2 separate regions of the Oncorhynchus mykiss genome follow, and region 2 is linked to region 1. Evidence: chromatin contacts called from public Hi-C data. All regions are on one chromosome and are shown on one strand. Each heading gives the region's core, a stretch centred on a gene start, on an enhancer-like site or on the middle of the called end of the contact. The rest is flanking DNA. Distances are from core to core; before and after follow the strand shown. Region 1 holds the start of LOC110522396 (furin). Region 2 holds the start of LOC110522413 (protein shisa-like-1a).

What was found. Hi-C and Micro-C count contacts between places; a contact is called where the count stands out from the background.
Region 2: a contact with region 1 is called in a Hi-C map of liver, with 3 times the contacts expected there. The contact joins the promoter of LOC110522413 here to the promoter of LOC110522396 in region 1. A contact is called at or near these places in 2 of 3 Hi-C or Micro-C datasets (blood and liver).

The regions. Positions count from the first base shown.
Region 1 is chr1:39,119,927-39,126,297 of USDA_OmykA_1.1, forward strand. It overlaps LOC110522396 (furin), which reads left to right and starts at 3,074. Exons shown (of 15, transcript XM_036977112.1): 1 at 3,074-4,075.
Region 2 is chr1:39,335,264-39,341,216 of USDA_OmykA_1.1, forward strand. LOC110522413 (protein shisa-like-1a) reads left to right here and starts at 1,878. Exons shown (of 2, transcript XM_021600792.2): 1 at 1,878-3,050; 2 at 3,549-4,345. The coding sequence starts at 2,842. The coding sequence ends at 3,819. It overlaps man2a2 (alpha-mannosidase 2x), which reads right to left and starts at 1,062. Exons shown (of 24, transcript XM_036977122.1): 1 at 443-1,062.

The sequences.
Region 1 (6,371 bases), core at 1,824-4,323:
GTGCCATGGATCATCCCTGGAGGCTTCGTGCCATGGATCATCACTGGAGGCTTCGTGCCATGGATCATCCCTGGAGGCTTTGTGCCATGGATCATCACCGGAGGCTTCGTGCCATGGATCCTCACTGGAGTGAGGAGACGTATAGGCAGCCTGGTGCGTGGAGCTGCCACAGGGCTTACCAGGCTGGCGAGACATTCAGGAGGCTTGGTTCTTGGAGCAGGCACAGGATACACTGGGCCGTGGAGGCTCACAGGAGGTCTCGAGCATAGAGCCTGCACAGACGCACCAGAGACACAGTGCGCAGAGTCGGCGCAGGACATCCTGGGCCGTAGAGAAGCACTGGCGGCCAGATGCGCTGAGCCAGCACCATCTGTCCTGGCTGGATGCCCACTCTAGCTGGAATGTAGCGCACCGGGCTGTGAATACGCACTGGAGACACCGTGCGCTCCACCGCATAACACGGTGCCTGACCAGTACCACGCTCCCTACGGTAAGCATGAGGAGTTGGCTCAGGTCTCCAACCTGACTCAGCCAATCTCCACATTTGCTCACCCAATTTTTTTTTTTTTTGGGGGGGGGGGGGGGGGGGCTGCCTCTTTTGCCTGCTCCGCTGTGCCAACTCCTCGTATTGTCGCCACTACTTTCACCGCCTCTATCTCCCCCCTTTGACGCCGATACTCTCCAGCCTTTGCCCAGGGTCCCTTGCCTTCCAAGATCTCCTCCCATGTCCATTCCTCCAGAAAACGCTGCTCCTCCCGGCCACGCCGCTTGGTCCGTTTGTGGTGGATAGTTCTGTCACGAACATCGTCAGGGAAATGACCGGACCAAGGTGCAGCGTGGTGAGTGTACATTTATTTTTATTATGAATGTCACCAACAAAAACGAACGTGAAGCTTACTAGGGCTATACATTCCACTAACAAAGTCAACTATCCACAACTAAGGTGGAAAAACAGGCTAACGATAGACAGCTGTCCCCGATTGAGAACCATACCCGGCCAAAACATAGAAACAGAAAACATAGAAATAAAGAAACTAGAATGCCCACCCTAGTCATACCCTAGCCTAACCAAAATAGAGAATAAAAGCCTCTCTATGGCCAGGGCATGACACCACCTGGCAGACCATGGAGGTATGCGCCTGCCTCACTTGGGGAGCTCTGGATGACCTGGTGGGCTATAACAGTACTGCCCAAAGAGGAGTAGACTATGGCCGGGTTGGTTCGCTAAAACCCGGTTCATTACATCATAAGACTTCCACGACCTCCCGCCGCACATCATCTTGTGATTGACCTTGATGCGGCGGTACTCCAGTTGAATCTTTTTGATATTCTCCCTGCACTGGTCGCCAGTGTGATAGATGCCTTTCTCTCGCAGGACGTCCGCTATTCGGTTGAAAACATGTTGATTTCTGAGGAAACTCCAACTCTAGTTGGACCGACTCATCTGACCACTGCTGGAGGAGTTCTGCCACCTCTGGGTAAGACCAGTTGCTGCCCCGCTTATATTTTCTTCCGCGGAAGTTCATTTTAGATGCCACTTTGACAGATGATAGGTCCTCTGAGTTATCTTTTCTATGGAAATATAAACAAAAACAACCCTGTTTATTATTCTTTTTAATATTTGTATCAAATAACCAATCATTAGACTGAGTTTGGCTAATGTAGCCAAATAGGCCTTAATATAGGCCTATGCTAGCAGGCATAACGAAATTAGCTAATAAATAATCCGTAGGGTAAAATAGTGTAACTACCCTGGGTTTATAAACGCGGAAATCGACCCTGCCACACAAGCATGCTTTTGGCGCGCCGGACCTCGGGATCGAAGGTCGAGGGTTCGAGACCTGCTCCCTGCTGTTTCATTACAATAGTTATAATCATACTATGAAGCACTCAACTAAAGTAATAACAAAATGGGAGACTATAGCATCAACACAAAGGTTTGTTATGCTTACAGTAAGTAGGCTGCCAAGAATCAGTTCACTCTCTTCAGTAGGCGTGGCTACCAGTGCAGTCAGCTGTCACAGTTTACGCGACACTGTAGAACATGTTCTATTTTTGACGCAGTTAGCAACAATAGCATATGTAAAATAAAATGAGGGGAAGAGAATCCTAAAAATTCTACATCCGGGTTGATGGATCATTTTGGACCGTATTAACAGCAGAGCCTCTGTTTGTCATTGGGTTTGTGTGTTAGCAAGCGAGTCAGAATAAACAGGATCGCTCTTTTGCGCCCTCTCCCATACAACATTGCATGGAAGCCATTATTTATGCATGCACGGTATAAATCCGGTAGATGCCGCTCGTAGACAGTTTGGAAATGTGGTGGCACCACGTATGATCTAACCAAAGACATTAAATTATGAAACTAGACTAAGGGTGTGTTCGTAAAATCCCTCTCGAGTGCGCTCCTGTCGTTCGTAAATTCAGAATCGTCTGATTGTCTGTTCATAAATTCAGAGCGATTCGCTCCAGGAGCGTTCAGAGCGCAGACAGGACGCTCTAACGGAGTTGATCCGAGCGTTCTGACCACACAACGGCAGTCAAGCACCCAAGTTAACTGGTTTAAATTGGCTAGTTTGCTAGCTACTTCCTGACAAAAATGAGAGAACACATCATTCTGATCATTTTACTCGCCCTAGCAGAGCTAGGCTGTTTTCATGTTATCTTGGGCGGTAGCGACTAACTGTGCTGCTAGCACCAGTTAAACTCCGTTTTTTCCAACCTTTACTGACACCTGTCATATTCAACGGGTGTTGTGCATTCATACATGCATATTCTGCGCTCTGGCACACTCAGACGAGAGAAAGGAGAAGATATCCGAAATTAATCTACGAACGCACCCTGAAATTGTCATGGCGACATTGCCTGGCATCGGGTCGCGAAGAACTGCGCATGTGCCACTATTTAAGGTTACTTTCACGAGGTTGGAGTAATAACATGTTCAACTACTTAAGTCATTGGGGTGGAATCTAGGTGGTGCTTTTTTCGATTTCGAGAAATGTAACAACTAAGGAAGAATTGTTCACTTCTCTCATTGACTTCTCAAACCCCGGACTGGTCTATTTCGCAAGCTTTCCCGGAAGTCTCGCGATGTTGCGCCTCTGGGTTTAGAAACTCTGTGCTCTAACGATGACGTAGGGCTGGGGCGTGTGGATTTACTTCCTGGGATTTGTAGCTTGTAAATGCAGTGTTCAAATATCCAATGTACTAATTCGTTGAACGTGGCACGTGATTAACTACAACCAGTTAGCGAGTCGGGAATATCAGAGTTTCTTAGTTCCAACTAGCACTTGAACGCGGCACGATTCCTAGCCAAGTGGACGATGTCAGTTTCTCGTATAAAGGAATTTATGACATTTTTAGAATTTTACAATGTGCTTTAAATATAATAGTTTGTTCGAATAGAGCAGTATGCATGTCACGGAATTGTGTTGAATGCCCTAACGTTACATAGGGGGGGAAAAACGTGTTGGAAGTCCTAGCTAGCTTGTTAACGTTATTTGCACGGAGGCTAGCTGAAACGAACACCATGAGAGGCAACGAGAAGACGTGGAAAGTTTACTCCGAACCAAAGATAACAGAGGGGTGACAATATTGCAGTACCACGATACACCAGGGGACTTGGTGTCTGGGTATGTCACACGAGTAACTCCACAGAGTTCCGAGCCACGCCTCGAGAGGAGAGAGAGCTGTCAACCAGGCAGTTGAGACATGATTTGGTTCTTTCATCCGACAGAATGGTGCAAGTCATAGCCAACGTGTGTTGTTTTGCTCTTTGAGCAAAGAGGTTGGAGTTGGAGGTATCCCGATGTGGGTAGTGCCTTGGCGGGCTGGGAGGGAACGAATTAATGAGAGGCATAGGGTAGCATAAGAGCGCATTCTCTTCCAGTGTCTGACAGCGCTGTCGATACTTCACTTCACAATTTGGAGCTAGGACTCGGGAGTTCGGCGAACATTGGTGCTCTAGCTACACAGGACCAGCCAGCTGTCTGATGTTATGTTTTATTTGATGAAATTAAACCAGCTCTACGAAGCTTGCTTATTGAAGTGCAGGTCCTCAAAGAGATAACTCGTGGTAAGATCTTGGCATAATATTTTTTTTTTTTTTTCTAAAGTAAGACATTTACTTGCCTTCAACATAGTCGATTGTGTGTTTTTATTTGTTCCTTCATTTAATTTTTTCCCCTATATAAATGCCTAAATCACTTTTGTATGATTTGTTTTGCATAAATATTGCTATTACTTATTACTATGTTATTGGCATTTTGAGTAGCATACGTCATTGATAATAAGATCATGAGTTACAGTGAGCCGACATAATATGACTGGTCTGAAGATAAGTATCAAAGAAACAAATGACAAGCTTATAGGAGAGTCAGTTTTTGTTCTAAAAATGAACTTTCTGTGACCCAGCTAATCCATCCTCGGGCTATGGTATATCTGATCATTCATGCCCATAGGAATCTCAGCAGGGTAAAACGAAGGTCTTACATTACTGTAGAATGCAAAACAACGTGAAGTGTGGCGGAGTTGTACTGTACATATGCAGAGTTTTCCAATAGGATTTACACTGCATGACACGATTTGCACTTTTTAAAGTAGATGTTTTGGTTACTTATCAGGTCCAATGTCTTAGCCTTTTAGTTCTACGTTCAGGAGCAGTTGTTTTGTTTACCTGTGAACTTCTCTGACTGGCTAACTCTGGCTGTAACTGTTGAACATATTGACCGGATGGTTTCTAGAGTGACCTGAATCCTATTGAAATGACACTCACTTGGGAATGGCCTTTATTTAGGTGACACAGATCTGCAGTGAGGGCCTTGATGTTTTGTTTGGTTCTAAGGAGGTATAGAGTCACTGTCAGGGTGATATAATGGTAATGCTGACATACAACCCTCCTGAGGAATCCATTGACTCAGGTTGTATCAGTGGATTAATGCACCATGCAGTACTATGGGCTGGTGCTTGTCAGTGGCTGGCAGCATTCACCCACTCTCTTTGTGTTTTCCTTAGTAGAGCCAGTCAGGAGCCGAGTCAGACTGAAAATGAAGGGGAAATTCAGCAACTCTTCAAGGACAAATAAAGTTCACTTCCAAAAATGTTATTTTGTGAGTTTAAAACAAAAAACTATAAGTGCACTTTCATTGTCCTCCAAGAGTTGCTGCATTCTTCCTTAAGTATGCTCCTCTGTACAAAGTCAACCGAGGTCACTGCCTGCCATGTGGAGGCCTCCAGGTGTGTGTGTGTGTGTGTGTGTGTGTGTGTGTGTGTGTGTGTGTGTGTGTATGTGTGTGTGTGTGTCTCCCACTGCTGTGATGATTATTGTTCCACTCCCTGAGCATTGTGTGTCTCTAGAGAGGATTTGTGGTGGTATGCTCTGTTTTCCTCCTCCGTGGGTCAGTAGAAACTGGAATATAAGCCTTTCTAAGAATGAGTCGACCAGAGCTAGGACACAGGGCTCAAAACTGCAACCAAAACACTAGTTTTTTTGTCACGCTAGTTTTTGGTTCACAATTAGCTTATTTTTTATTAAGATTTATTCAAACAGCAGTGGGTATGCAACAATGGGTATGTAGACCAGGTATTCAAAAAGTTTGGTGATGCGCAATTGACAGATGATAGGTCCTCTGAGTTATCTTTTCTATGGAAATATAAACAAAAACAACCCTGTTTATTATTCTTTCACAATTCTCTGTCAATTGTAATGCGCAATTCAGTCGTCATGCGCTGTTTGAGTTTCTAAAGGCTTTCCCCAAAAAACCTTCCTCATCAAATGTTGACTGCAAAGGAGGCCTACCTAGCCGAATGATATCATGATGATTAGTACCAATTGCAGGGGCATTTGTTTTGCAAACTATGTCTTAAAATTTAGCCTACACTTCACATTGTACAGTACAAAAACACTGCCAGCCAAAGGAAACACAATGATCTCTTGATAGGCGTGCAATTGAAGTAAAGGGCAAGTACACCCTCCATTTTTTTTGGGGGGGGGTTGTTCCCAGACCTCAAAAGTGGACTCCTGATGTGATTTAAGCATTGTTGTGCTCCCCCCTAAAAGTGTGATTTTGAGAGTGAAAACCTGGGGGGAAAAAGAACTCAGAAACCTGGAAAATAGAATTTACCAAAACACAACCTGATTTTATAGGGCCCTGGGTCAATGACGTGACGTGTCCATTTTGGTGTCCGAAGCATATTTACAGTATTATAAAAATACATTATAACATCTAACTTTCCCCTATTTATAGGCATAAGAGTATTCATTATGAATAATGGGAATTCAGGGAGCTATAGAGCTCAGAAGTAGCAAAATGCCATTAGGATTAACTGTCCACAACTAAAATCAATATGCATAGATTTTTTGTTATAAACAA
Region 2 (5,953 bases), core at 628-3,127, 210 kb after region 1:
GCATCGCAATACCTGGCAGTCACTGCGAGTGTACCTATGAGTTTACCAGTCAACTTGTCAGGGTTAGAGCGTCCAAGTCCGTTCTATTTCTATGGGTAGGCATTTCTCTGTTACCATAACAACTTAGCTAGCTAGTTAGCCTGTCTGTTTCATTTACGCCTGTTAGCTAGCTAGCTAGCTAGCTAGCTAGTTAGCTAGCTAGCAGGTGCTGTTACATTACTGCATTAGCAAGCTTGCTTCAGCAATCCTTTTGCCACTGGAGTTTGCACTCGTCTCTGACTGACTGACAGCTGCTGGGCACAATCCCACGGCTCAAACACTGTAAGGTTTGCTAGCTAACGTTACGTTAGTTATCTGACTATACAACCATTTAGCTAGCATTAGCATTACCCTGGCTACCAGTAACTAGCTAGCTAGCTCAGTGTCAAAGAAATCAACCTACCAGTCAGAGTCAAATCATCCCGAATATCTGTTTACGGGACACATAAAAAATTGACGTTATGATGCCCGTGGACGGTTATCCATAGCTACCGAATGGTTTTCTGTTTCGCCGTCAGCCATAGATTGGATATGCGTGTCAGAGACGAAAGAGGAACCGAAATATCCCACTCCCTCATTTTTTTTTCTTTCAATGAGGTGAGGAGGAGGAGTCTACCGACGTGTCCATAAGCGACTTCAGTCACAATTCATTTTGTGGATTCAGGGTCATTCAAACATCGTTTTAAGCTTTGTTTAGCTGGTGACAGTTACAGCCGATTTCGGGATTGTATATCGATTCTCACTCCTTAAATATGTGTTATCTGATGTATTCGTTTCAGTCTCTGAAACTTTTAATCAAACTTTTCGCCTCTGGCTCCTGATGTCAGGGCACAAAAACAAGTATCCTGAATTAGCCTAGTGCGCCCAGCTATATCCTTCCCGAGTTTTCCTTGGCTAAACTAGCTGGCTAGCGGAACTATGCTAATCCTCATTGCCAAACTTCATAAATACTGCACCCTCAACTTCAAAACTAATTTGCTAGTTATACAATAATTTATCAAAGAAATTCGCTAGAAAGATCTTGAAATTATTTACTGTAAGAAAACGGTGGCGAAGGACATCATTACTACTTATCAATGGAATCGTATCAAATACATCAAACACATGGTTTGATGCCATTCCATTCGCTCCGTTTCAGACGTTATTATGAGCCGTCCTCCCCTCAGCAGCCACCACTGATATGTACAGTCTTGTACCCTTAACCTTTTTTGTACCCTTAATCTTATTTGTATTTAAATCTGACTTTATTAATATAATGCATAATCCTAGAATGATATGAGAAAATAGCAGTTCTACAGATCACAATGACTAGGATGAATGGTTAAATTACTTCCGGACAGGAAGGGTCAACAGATCTCCTCCTGCTACTCTGAGGGGACATACTTTTCACGCCACTTCAATACAAAGTGATTTTTGCAAACTCACCCTTTCCCTAACCTTAACCTCAGACTCCTAACCTGCTTACTAAAAAGTCACTATGGTATCGAAGTGGCATGAAAATAGTGCTTCCCGTCTATGGGAGAGCACCCCTTAACCTCTTAGAGTGAAATAATACCATGCTATTGTTTGAGGAGAGTGCACAATTATGAACTTGAAAATGTATTAATAAATCAATTAGGCACATTTTGGCAGTCGATACAACGTTTTGAACAGAAATGCATTGGTTCATTGGATCACTCTAAAACTTTGCATATACACTGCTGTCATTTAGTGGCCAAAATCTAAATTGTGCCTGGACTGGAATAATACATTATGGCCTTTCTCTTGCATTTCAAAGATTGTTTTTTTTCTTTGTATTATCTTTTACCAGATCGAATGTGTTAGATTCTCCTACATTAATTTCACTTTTCCACAACCTTCAAAGTGTTTCCTTTCAAATGGTATCAAGAATATGCATATCCCTGCTTCAGGTCCTGAGCTACAGGCAGTTAGATTTGGGTATGTCATTTTAGGGGGAAATTGAAAAAAGTGTCGGATCCTGTAAGCAGACAGGAACTGACCATTTATTTTAACGTATTCATCATCTTTGTTTTAGCCTAGCGCAATTGATTGAGACCTGCAAAGCTTTGTGGGATGTACTCAAAAGCCAATGATTAAATAACCATCTATATCTTAAATCGATTTTTATGCGCACTCAGAAAAGTTGTTACATTATGATGAACTTTGTGAAATATGTTTTGATAACATTTGGTCCATCTGAGAATGTGTTATTTTGTTCAACAAAAAATATCCTTCATTTTTATTATATTGCAGAGTATTATGACATAAAAATATAGCAGAGTGCCTGACTATTCAGCTAATTATCTACTAGTGATGGATGATGACTGGATTGGGAGGAAGGTTTGGATAAAGAATGTAGGGATGATAAGGGACCAGATAGGGAGATAAACAGGACATGCAAGGTTTTGCCATGTGACAAGCAGATCCCTAGGTGAGCATTCCCTGTGGAATGCTAGGTAAGTTTCCTGCTCTACATCATACATAATCCACATGAAGCACAAACCAAAGGCAGGGGAATACTGTGGACTTAAACCAGGTAAGGCTCTCCACTTTATCCTTCTATCTTAATTAAATCATCTTTATCTTTAACTCTGCCTTGTTGGAAAAGGACCTGTAAGTAAGCATTTCACTGATAGTTTACACCTGTTGTGTGACAAATAAAATGTGATTGATTTAATTTGTAATATTAATTAAGTCACCTATTACTAACAATAGTAACTAACAATTGTCTTACATATCTTATATCCAACTAACAAGCTGCTTTTTATTGGCAGAAATCCTAATGAAGTAGGGTGTGGAGCTATGCTGTGTGAGGCCTACTCTGACCACTGGGGTGGTCACCACACAGGGTTCCACTGTCCCCGCCTCTCTGACCCCCCTGACCTGTCCTTCTGTTGCTGGCTGGGAGAGGGTCTTGGGCTCAAACAGTGCTGCCCACGTTCCCAGTACCACAATAGCATGAACAGCAGTCAGACAGGGACCAGAGTGAACTCCAAAGAACCTGTGTACAGGTTAGTAACCATACTCACCTAAACCTGTAGGCTAGTATGGCTACCCTAGGAGAGCAGAACTTTCTATCCAGCATTTATGTTGTGTTTTGTCCTTAGATTGAGTGAGCGTATGGTAGGCTTTTTGGTTGATACAACATACTTCACACCCTATACTTGTTGCTTTTGTGGAAATATAAGCAAAACTGACATTTCAATAATTAATTAAACAAGCTGTTAGGAATATATTAGAGACAGATGGTGCTGTTTGTGACTCATTTCAGCCTTGGAACACTTATGAGCTTTGATCATATTGATATTTCCTGTGTTGTTATTTTTGCATTGTTGTTATGGATGTTTATTTATTTTATTTTTTGTGGGAAACTGATCAAATCAAATTATTATCCTAAACTTTGGGCACTGTCTGCAAAAATGACTTTCATGGAAGCATCATCGTCATTGACCACTGGAAAGCTTGGCTCTAGTTCTTCATGAGAGCTTTCTGTTTTGATTCCAATACAGCTACAGGTCCCTGTTCCAGACTGTGGTTCTGCTCTATGGGTCCTTGGTACTGGTCCTGATGCTTGTGGACTTCCTATGGTTCTGTCGTGCACGGGGTCTTTCAGTAACGGCAGCTCTTACGAGGCATGTCAAGTGTCCCCGTTGGATCTCTAGCCTCCTCTTCCCGTACAGCAACAAGACACAGCAGCAGCTCTACTGCTACCATGGCAATGGGAGGGACTCACAAGTCCTAGGTGAGCACAAGATCCCTCAAGACTCCTCTTGTCTCTAAGGTAACAGAGGACACCGACAACAGTGAGGCAATTTGGCTGACCCATTAAAGACTGAGAGTGTCCTAGGGGAGAAATGTCCATGCCAAGTTCTACATTTGAGCATTTGAATCCCTTGATGACCATCAATTTAAAACAACAAAAAACTGGATAACATACATACACTATGGCATAACAGGGTGTTTTCATGCATATGGATCACACCAGAGTATATAGGGATAATGAGTGATCATAAGATATCTTATGGTTTTGCTTGTATATTTCCAATGTGTATAGTTTTAATAGGTACATGTATTCCCATCAGCACCAGATTTATTAGGATATACAGTGAATCAGTAAACTACTTTGTCTCTATACTGAGCAAGAGGGCTCATACCTAATGCCCTGCATTGGGTGTCTACTTCAGGTAAATGTATGGAACATTAGATGATACTGTATGATATCTATGGTCTGTCTTTTGTCATCCTTATCATAATGAAATACAATGCTTCATACTAAATAAAAGTTAACATTGCAGCTCTAATAAAATCAATACTTGGTGAATCTTTTTATTTAGGGATGAATCTACATTTTCAGAATGATTACCTGGAGTAAAACGGGGGAGGGTCATGCTTTTTCAATTTCAGTGAACAGGTGGGTCATATAATTTGTAATTGATGAAATGTCAATATTTCTCAGTGTTTTAGAATAAGTTGCTTATTAGGCTATATATTGATGTGTGCCAGATGCCGCCCCTCATCTCTGATTCTCTGATGGGCATGCAATATCAAGTGTGCCTATAGGCTATTTAGTGTGGTCTCAATAAAATTATCTATAGGCTACGAAGTGCATGCTCGGAGAAGCACATACCAAAGTTATATTTCTAATAATAGCTGCTGAGATAGTGTAAATACAACTAGGCTGCAGTACACACTGCAATGTATATTCCAATCCTGAGCCCCCCTGACCTCCTGAACTGCCACAATAGGCCTACACAGCACAGCCAAAAACGTTTTTTAGCAAGAGCAGAGCAGGACAGTCAAAGGCAAGCATAGACTTGCCTACGAGAAGGATTGCGCGAAAATGAGGACTACCGGTAAACTTTGATAGCTTTCTATACTATAATTTATTTGATTAAAAACAATATGTTTGTTGCCCATGATGTAGGCTATTTATCTGAGTTATTGACCTCACAATAATCCAGATTCAAGTCATTTACATTGGGGTTCTGAACCTTGAAGCCGCAGTCGCAGCACAATCGATCGGGAATGAACGCTGGAAATAAGCATAATTCAAAAGTGTTCATTTTAATTAGACTTTACTAAAAAAAAAAGTATTTGTGTTGGAGCCTATTTCTTCACATTTAAGAAGTAAAAGATAGGGCTACCTGTTTGACAGACAAAATTAGGCTATAGGCTGCTATATCCATAGATTTGTCAGTAAATTCCTCCACGTACTCTTTTAATAGCCTACCTTCATGTCAGTGAAAATAGCCTTCCTCTAGGCTTTCAGTGAAAGGCTGTAAATTGAGGGGGTATGACATATGCCTACTTTTGAGTGAAGACATTTTTTAAAAGCACAGGTCTATCCCTTGTTAGTTTAAGATTTTTAAAAATTTTTTAACGGATCCGATTATATGAAATGATAACAGCGCTTTGGTCCGTGATGCTTTATGCTAGAAACAAGCTGTAAAATACCGGGAAAGACGTGACTCTGGTGGATATGGGAATGTCATTGTTTCATTTCTTTGACATTAAGAGGCTGAGTTACAACCTTCTATAGATGAGGAGACAAAAAAATAATTTTCTTGGGAAGTAATCTAATTCGGTCTATCAATTGATTGTACTTTCTGTACAATAGAAGATGTTTAAACGCAGACAGCTTTTAGGAAACACGTGTGACCTCTTGTTAGGTTAACCTTACATTTTTCTGTGTCGGTAGGCCTTCTCTGCCTGGGGTAGAAAGGTAGGACCTAACTGTTGAAGGTACTGTACCATGCTCAGATTTCTAATGACGTCTCAGATATAATTATTTTCAAACAGTGACCGTTTTGTTGCAAACGAGTCCCATTGATTTGACATTGGGGAAATATGATAAGACGAACACATAGCCCTACCACTCTGTCCATTCTTCGCCTGTAATTTAGGTAAATTGTTT